2 separate regions of the Salmo salar genome follow, and region 1 is linked to region 2. Evidence: chromatin contacts called from public Hi-C data. All regions are on one chromosome and are shown on one strand. The core of a region is the stretch at or near the end of the contact, and the rest is flanking DNA. Distances in the headings are between cores, read along the strand shown. Region 1 overlaps LOC106603298 (neuronal PAS domain-containing protein 2). Region 2 holds the start of LOC100194650 (ribosomal protein L36a-2).

What was found. A called contact is a pair of places that touch in the nucleus more often than the background predicts.
Region 1: a Hi-C map of muscle shows a contact between it and region 2, with 4 times the contacts expected there. The contact joins the enhancer-like site here to the promoter of LOC100194650 in region 2. A contact is called at or near these places in 2 of 3 Hi-C or Micro-C datasets (gill and muscle).

The regions. Positions count from the first base shown.
Region 1 is chrssa04:48,020,382-48,024,695 of Ssal_v3.1, forward strand. It overlaps LOC106603298 (neuronal PAS domain-containing protein 2), which reads left to right. Exons shown (of 21, transcript XM_045717031.1): 9 at 758-876; 10 at 1,908-1,990; 11 at 3,469-3,575; 12 at 3,910-4,057. Among protein-coding and RNA genes, the nearest start is that of radx, 22 kb to the right of the region's middle. Within about 2 kb of position 2,405, at least 1 of the 13 cell types and tissues checked has an H3K27ac peak or open chromatin away from gene starts, as enhancers often do. A contact at or near this core is called in muscle, where this site is marked.
Region 2 is chrssa04:47,838,044-47,842,435 of Ssal_v3.1, forward strand. It overlaps LOC100194650 (ribosomal protein L36a-2), which reads left to right and starts at 3,025. Exons shown (of 5, transcript NM_001139734.1): 1 at 3,025-3,042; 2 at 3,382-3,487; 3 at 4,091-4,158; 4 at 4,355-4,392. The coding sequence starts at 3,040.

The sequences.
Region 1 (4,314 bases), core at 1,155-3,654, 180 kb after region 2:
TATAAGGCCAACCTTTGCATTCTATTAAGTTTGGAATGAAGATTTGTGCCATAAACCAGATATTATGTCATGAAAACTTACTCAAGACATAAAGCAGGCAGACAATCAAACAGGTTTTTAAACCGTTTCAGAACTGCATATCTCATTGTGGATCATTATTCAAATATCAGGCTAATTGACTGGAAAATTAGACGTATGAGGAAATGTTTCCCTCTCCTCTGAAATGACACTCCGTATTGTTGGGTATTTCCATACTCTTTAAAGTGCGGGACTTCCAGTCATTTGAATAGCATAATGCCATTGTAAGGCCACCCGAGTGTGTGTTGAGATGGAAAGATTATGTAAAGATATTTGGCACTCGTAGAATAACCCCACACAGCCAATCATAGATTTTTTTGTGTCTGATTTGCCATTACCCTCGACTCTTAGCTGGAGATCACTACTCCAGTCCTCAGGGGCCACAGTCCTGCTGATTTTCCTTTCTCCAATTAGTGTGTGATTAAAGCGGCAAGGACAAAAACCCCTGCACACACTGATGTGGCCAGGAAACACAGTTGACTTTGTTTCACAGCGCCTACGTCCTCTTGTAACAGATATACCTGTGTGGGGTTGATGGTTATCACTCATAGTGTCTATAACATACCGTTGTAATACACCTAATGGATTGTAGTTGTTCATTCATATTTGCTATTCCTACATCCGTCCTCTGGTGAGATATTTAGAAGTGAATGTTGTTTCTGTTGTTTCTGACTCACAGTGCCTACATCCTCTTGTAACGGGTTTGATTTGACATTACCAAGAACCCTGCCGTCGTCGCTGGAAGAGCAGGTCTGCCTTGTTGCCACTGTACGATTAGTCACTCCGCAATTTTTAAAGGTAAGATCATGTTTCTTTTTCTAAATCTTTGCTGATTCTATTTGAGAACATACAGATGGTTTATGTTTGTGGATATTACGTGTAAAGAACGGTGGAAAAGTGTTGAAGAAAATAGTACATTTTGAAAATCCTGTTTTAGAGGCCTGTTTTAGAGGTTTTTGCATTGTGAATCTTCATATTATATGCATGTAAAGTCATGTACTTATTGAGTCATGAAAGAGTAAGACATCACAAAACAGTTCTGAGATCTGGGACTTGAATAATACTCCATATGTCAGAAGTATACATTTTGAAGATAGAACCTTATAATTCCAAGTCCTTGACTTCCAAGTCCTTGATATCTTATGCGATGGCCCTCTTTTGCAACCAGTTTTGCAGAAGAATGGCTCTGGCTAACATAAATATAGGTACCTTGGAGAGGTACCAAGGCCCATTGGAGAGTAATTGTTGTTTTGTCTGATATCGTTCTATATGTCAATACGAAAACTTCCCATAGAATGAATATTTCACCAAAAAATATAAACTTTGCACATTTCATGGATAACTAGCAAATAGTTTGCTTACTATGGGCATCAGAGACCAGACAATTATTTAAGTTTACTGATACAGATGTAAGCTTCAGCAATGTTCCTAGTTATTTGTCATTTTAGTGAACTATATCTTTAACAAATATATGGTGAACATGAATTAATGTACTTGATAATGTGGTTTGAAGAAGTGTATTCTCTTCATTTATAAATTACTTTACTTTTCTATGAAATAACCTTTTTACTCAACCCAGATCCACTTTTGAGAAAAACAATGTTACAATTACAACCCCCTCCCCTAAAAAAAAACACATTTACAAATGTCCCAGGATTTTGATACTCTGTACTCTTACCTTTAAGGTGAGGGACTTCATGAGGAATTCATCACTGCAAAACAGTTCTGATGCTTTGATGCTCAATAACTCAAATCTAGACTTTTCGCAGATAGAACTTTTTATAATTCCAGGACTGGTCTTAAATGTATATTTTTGTTTCTTTGACCAGGATTTGTGTAATGTGGAAGGTCCCTGTGATGAATTCACATCCAGACACAGCCTTGAATGGAAGTTCCTGTTCTTAGATCACAGGTAAAAGGAGCTGAGAAACATTAACATCTTGTCTTCCATCTGTTATCAGTCTTTAATTTGATAAGTTTCATAGCCTTATTGAAAGCTACACTATCATCGATGCCCATCTACTGACATCCTCTGGGCTGCACATCTTTAACACTACAGGAACACATAGAATCAAGAGGACAACTGCTGTTCTCTCCTTTCCTTATGTTGGCATTAACATGATATTGTTGTTTGTAAACTCTGTTAACTGGTGTGTCATACTGCCACGCTGTGTGTCCCTTGGTTACGTGCCATCTGATTGGCTTTGGGTGATCAGGCTCAGTGATCAGCAGACTGCTGCTGCTGCTAGTAGCGTGACTGACTGATTGTGCTAGTTTCCACCGTGTGGCCGGGCCTCCTCACCCAGAAAGGCCTTTAAACCTGCTGCCATGCCCTGGATAGTGACAGGGATCCCCAAGATTAGTCTGCAACACCAAGTGATAACGGCCCAGTAAGAAACAGCCCAGACTGCTACGTTCTATCATTCATGACACCAGCGCTGCAGTATCAAATCCATTAACATTTGTTTTTTCACGTTTATTCTATTACAGACACATTAATGCATACATTTCAAATATATTATGTGAGTCAAACATAAAATAGAAAATTAACAAATATATAAAAACATTTTCCTTAAAGTATAATTTTTTTGCAAAGACTAATGTTAATGTCCCCACTACAACAACAAAAATACATGTAATTTTGTCTCTGAAACATTTCATTGAATTACTGTAGAATTCCATTCATTCCTATGTACGTCTGCTTCTTCTGGGGAGTGCCAATATGGCGAACCGGTGGCTTCAAAGCCTCTCATTGGCCAATACAAAGCATCAGAAATCCAGGGTTTATATATTATTGGGTAAAACCAGGGGAGGAAATTGTACGTTGTGTCCTCTGCTGAGCTATAATTGGACATTCACAGCTCCTTGCCAAACTACTGTGCTATGTGCTGGGTTACAAGAATGGCTGCCTCCATAATGTGACCTGCATGCCATTCAGAATTTGGCTTATGGGGGCCTAGGCTAAATGGATTTAACTGAGCATTGATGAATGAAACACATCAGGTGAGCCAAAATCAAGTCATAATCATAGCTGTGATTATACGACATTGCCATGTTTATGCATTTTTGAGGCATGAGAAACGTCACACTCGCTCAGCCCTAACCAATTTAGAGAGGTGATATTCTGTCAATGTGTTATATCTGAATGCATAAGATGAGATTCTATTGCCCTGTGTGCTTGAGACAATACAGACTTGTTAGGTTTATTTAATCGTAATGTTTATGAATTTTTCAATGTATTCGTCAAGGTAGTTATGGAAGTTATTCTCTCCAGGCTATAAATTGGTAAATTCCGACAAAATAAAAACTGTAGTTGTTGTCCCAGTTTAACCAGTCTGTTGTTGTCATAAAACATAGTTGTTTAATATCTTGATTATTGTCTCTCTTCAGAGCTTCACCAATCATCGGGTACTTGCCCTTTGAGGTTCTTGGGACTTCTGGCTATGATTACTATCATGTGGATGACTTGGAGCTTATAGCGCGGTGTCATAAGCAATGTAAGCAACTCTCTCCACGTTCTCTCTCTTTCACCCCCCCCCCCCCCTCTCCTACCCTATCTCGCTCTCCCTCACTACCACAGGATCCAGGCAGCCATTTCACAGAAATAGGTCATCCTGCTGTAGTTACATTTCTATTTCTGCTTCACCAATGAGCATAAAAAGCCTGGAACTATGAGGCTGCTTAGAGTTTTTCACCCCTGCCCTGATGTTTTAGGATGACGCAAACTGCTCCTACCTTGTACACTGTGAACTAGGGCAGTGTGCTGTAGTGGTTTGTATATGCCTGACTGCTGAAAATATCCCTCTGTGTTGTGTTGTGTTGTCTTCACAGTAATGCAGTTTGGAAAGGGTAAATCCTGCTACTATCGGTTTCTAAGCAAGGGTCAGCAGTGGATCTGGCTCCAGACACACTACTACATTACATACCACCAGTGGAACTCCAAGCCAGAGTTCATAGTGTGCACTCACACAGTCGTCAGGTAAACCTAATTCCTCTGTCTCTCTCTGTTATGTTTGGTATTGTATACTCTGACGCCCCCTGATGGTGAGAAAGTTATCGCCTCCCTATAGTTCAAGATCAGTCTCGTGTAGAGCTATTGAACCTTATCTACTGAATTAGGGGTCTGTGGTATCTGTCTGTTATTTGATATTGTAAATTTAGGATGAATATAAATGTGAAAGCTTGACTTATGGGCAGATAATTTGACATTTGATCTTTCTTTCTATTGCACTCTTT
Region 2 (4,392 bases), core at 1,775-4,274:
GTTGCCAAGCCCATCAGGGCCCTGATCCATTCATATATCTTTGTTTGGCAAGGTAAGGGATACTCACACACACAGTGCTTTTAACATAGTGTTTTCAACTTACATGACACTTCGACATACATGATTACATTGTGCATGTTAATTTATACAGTAATTATTATTCATCATGTCCTCACCTGGGATTTGGACTCACAACCTCTTGGTTCACAGCATTCAGATATTTCTACTATGCCACCATGTATGTGTCAGTTATCAGTTAATTTTACTATTCTCTCTTCATTGATTTTATATTTCAACAATTTAAGGGCTTTTGGTATAGTTGTCTAATGTTGGTGGGGCATATTAACCCATTTTAATTATACTCCTGAATCTCTATGATCAATAAAAATCTTGGGTATACTTTTAATTTACTTAAAAGTGCATTCACCCTGATGCTTACTGCTATCAAGTTGTTTCAGATCTACACAAGTACCTAGGGAGGAGGGGTTAGGTTTTAATCTGGCCAGTGCCTAACTATACTGGCCCAATAAGCACATGCCCTAGAGATATCCCTTATTGGACAGTAGTTAGGGTGTTTGTCATTGGTGCTGGTGGCCTGGGTTCAAGACCTGCTAGGGGAGTCACCCTACTCTCACATTCATAGCAATATATGTTAACGTCATTATTTGGCATAAATTACACCACACCTATCTGTTCTAATTAAAATGAGTTTCACATTGAAAGATGTGAATCGGTAGAATTCTATATAGTTGAGCATCCACACCACATACCCTGAACAGTAGAACAAACATGTCTCTCATTAGGAATCACATCAGCTCTCATCATTGCATTTCTATCTGTAACATTCTTAAATGTATTGCTGAAACATGGCCCAGGTGGTAGTGTTGCTTCTGATAGAAACATACCCAGATCATGGTTGCCATATTCTCAGAATATCAAAAATGTGTTTACTTAGAGTAGCATGTCTGTACTTTCTCACATTTGCCCTTTAAGCATTGAGGATGCCAGTTATGCAAAAACAATACACAACAGTGTTTCAAAAACAGATTCTGTTCCAAAAACAGAATCACTCGGGAACAGTGTTGGGTGTAACATATTACTTACATGTGTAACGGAGTAATAAGCTCTTGTCTTTAAATATTGTAATATTAGTTACTTTTTCAACCCGTATATTACTTTGAAGCATATCTCTACCGCCATGTTATATAAGGTATACATGTTTAATGCCTTGTCTCATGGTAACGGAATTCATGCTGTAGGCTAACTTGTTTCCAATAGGCTATCGTAAAGCACGAAAATCAAAGAAAGATGGCAGCTGTTACCCTGTTTAACCTTTTCCTTGTGGAAATGCTCCCATTATTTTTTGTTTAATCGAGGAGATCAGTCAAATACAAACTCTGGAAAGTTCGTCCGGAAACACCACATCAAACTTCAAAGAACATCTTGAGGTCGTGCACAAAGCTGGTAGCCAAAGTTCTACAAATGCGTGAAATAGGAGAAATCTACACAGTGTACAAAACATTAGGAACACCTTCCTAATATTGCGCTGCACCCCCTTTTGCCCTCAGAACAGCCTCAATTCGTCAAAAGTTCATCGAAAGCATTCAACAGGGATGCTGGCCAATGTTGACTCCAATACTTCCCACTGTTGTGTCAAGTTGTCTGGATGTCCTTTGGGTGGTGGACCATTCTTGATACACACAGATAACTACTAAGCGTGAAAAACCCAATTCTTGACACACTGAAACCGGTGCGCCTTCCACCTACTACCACACCCCGTTCAAAAGCACTCTCTGAATGGCATACATACACAATCCATGTCTCAATGCCTGTCACCTCCCCTTCATCTCCATTGATTTGAAGTGTATTTAACAGGTGTCATCAATAAGGGAACATAGACTGACCATGTGAATCCAGGTGAAAGCTATGTCATGGAAAGAGCGGGTGTTCCTAATGTTTTGTTAACTCAGTGTATCGGTCTGGACAATCTATATACCAAAAATGATTAAGATCTGATTATTTGAACGTGTATTCACTTCACTTGATGTGTGAAATGTGTAAAAAAAACATTGACCTCATGTGTCCAAAGACTAAATATAGTAAAATATAGAAACAGCTGTAGTTCAAACAACGTGTTAAATCATAATTGGCACAGGTCAAATAACAATACTATGATTTTAAACAAATACATTCTGAAAAGTATTTTAAAATACATATGCTGAAGTCATTTTAATGATTTTTAAAAAATGTTCTCAAAGTCCCAACTTTGATTGACAGTAGAAGAATGATTGTCATTATCTAAATATTTCAATGTGGCCTGTGTAGACACTTGTACTATGTTGACACCAAATTTCATGCAATAACACCAAACATAATTTGTTCAGTGGTGCATTTTGATATTGTATTAAATGCCGTACAAGGACGTGAATGGGTTAATACACATTGAAATGAATAAACAGGCTAATGATGAGAATCATGACTCCGTTTTACAAAATCAGTCTAACGTTACTGGATGGAAATCTGATGTGTTGTTTTATGGTATCAGGGCAGTCTGTCTATGTTGACGTAATATTTCATGATGTTAATATTTTTGACATTTTCAATAATTAATACATTCATAATTCAATGTTTCTCTCTAACATAATTATTTTCCACAACAGTAAATTTCCACATGCAGTTATTTATGTCAATATTACATATTCTAGTATCTCAGTAATGGTTTCAGTAAATGAAAGTCATATTTCATTGTCACAATGTAGGCTTACAAGTAATTTCTTCATTCTTACATCTGTTAACTGGGAAAAGCCATAAAAACCACTTACCTGTAACAAATATGGTTTAGTATGGTTTAGAAACTCTGCCAGTACTTTCCATGAAATGATTTTCTCTTCTGCTAGGCGGACTTAATCCACAGGACGGCACTATTGCATTGCACAGATCTCTTCTGTCCAGCTCACACACGCATTTCCGGTTTCATCTCCATGCGGTCTCCTGACTTATTTTTCTTCCTTTGACCTCCTGCATCAAGAGTGTGCAGTCATGGTACGTTATCGCCACCAATTGCTAATTTGTAATCTGAAACTATTTAAATGTATTTAAGATAGTTTATATTGTATGTAGGAGATAATGTGTTGCAACTATTGTTCTCCCTCACGTTTCATACGAGCCAGTTGATTGTGGCCCAAGAGCCTATTAACAGGAATTAGCTAGCGAACGTTAGTTTAGCAAACACTTCCAATGCAATGTGGTTTAGCTACTTGGCAACTAGCTAACGTTACTGAAGTTGCTAAAACGCAACGGAGCATATGTTACAGCGGAGAGAAGCCTTAACTATAGTATCTTTGGTACAGTCATTTACTTCGTTTTGTATCATGTATCTAGGTAAACGTACCGAAGACCCGCAGGACTTACTGCAAGAAATGTAAGAAACATCAAACTCACAAAGTTACCCAGTACAAGAAGGGGAAGGATTCTCTGTATGCACAGGGTAAGTTTGCTATAGTCTAACCACATATAGAACAATGAGGCAGATATTTCACAGGATGTATAAATGTGAATCATCCGCATTTTGTTTCCACTCACTACCAAATATGGCACTGAGAGGAAGCCCAGTGGCCTGCAGTGGGAGAAGATGGAAATTGGCCTGGCCGACATCCTGAAAATTCTCATCCATGAAACATTTGACTTCAATAGTAGTTATCTGTTCCCACAACTATAATCTGTTATGAACAGAGTCGACTACATTTTGTGTACTTTACCTTTTGCCAAAGTAAAAAAGTGTTATTTAGAAGTGCGAAGGCAAATTGAGTTATTGCACATGCACCTCACAGGGTAGGCAGTCCCTAATGGATATATGCAGATGCATGCTAGAAAGGGCCAGTAGGATCTGCTTGGCTCTGCCCTCCTTGAATATGCCAAATATGATTAATTTGTTCCCATTGGAAACGACAGGCTGTGGTCTATCTTGGTTTAGTTATAAAAAATCTTTGGTCTAACGTTACTTCGCTTTCCCTGTCTGCTTGAACATTCACATGTATTTATTATGTGTGGTATCGACCTTCCATGCATTTATCAGGTAACTGTCTTTCAGGCAAAAGGAGATATGACAGAAAGCAATCTGGTTATGGTGGCCAGACCAAGCCTATTTTCAGGAAGAAGGTATGGAAGAATCATAATGAGAAAAGATTTACAAATTCAACTTGTCTTCCCCTCCTACAGATGGGACATGTTTGTTTGCAAATTGCCACTGTCTTCTGTTTTAGTTTCCATGTCAATACTCAGTCTACTAGTCAGCACATAAATCATTTCCATCTTTTTATGTTACTTGCTCAAACACTTGTGATTTCTCCCGCAGGCTAAAACTACAAAGAAGATCGTGTTGAGGCTGGAGTG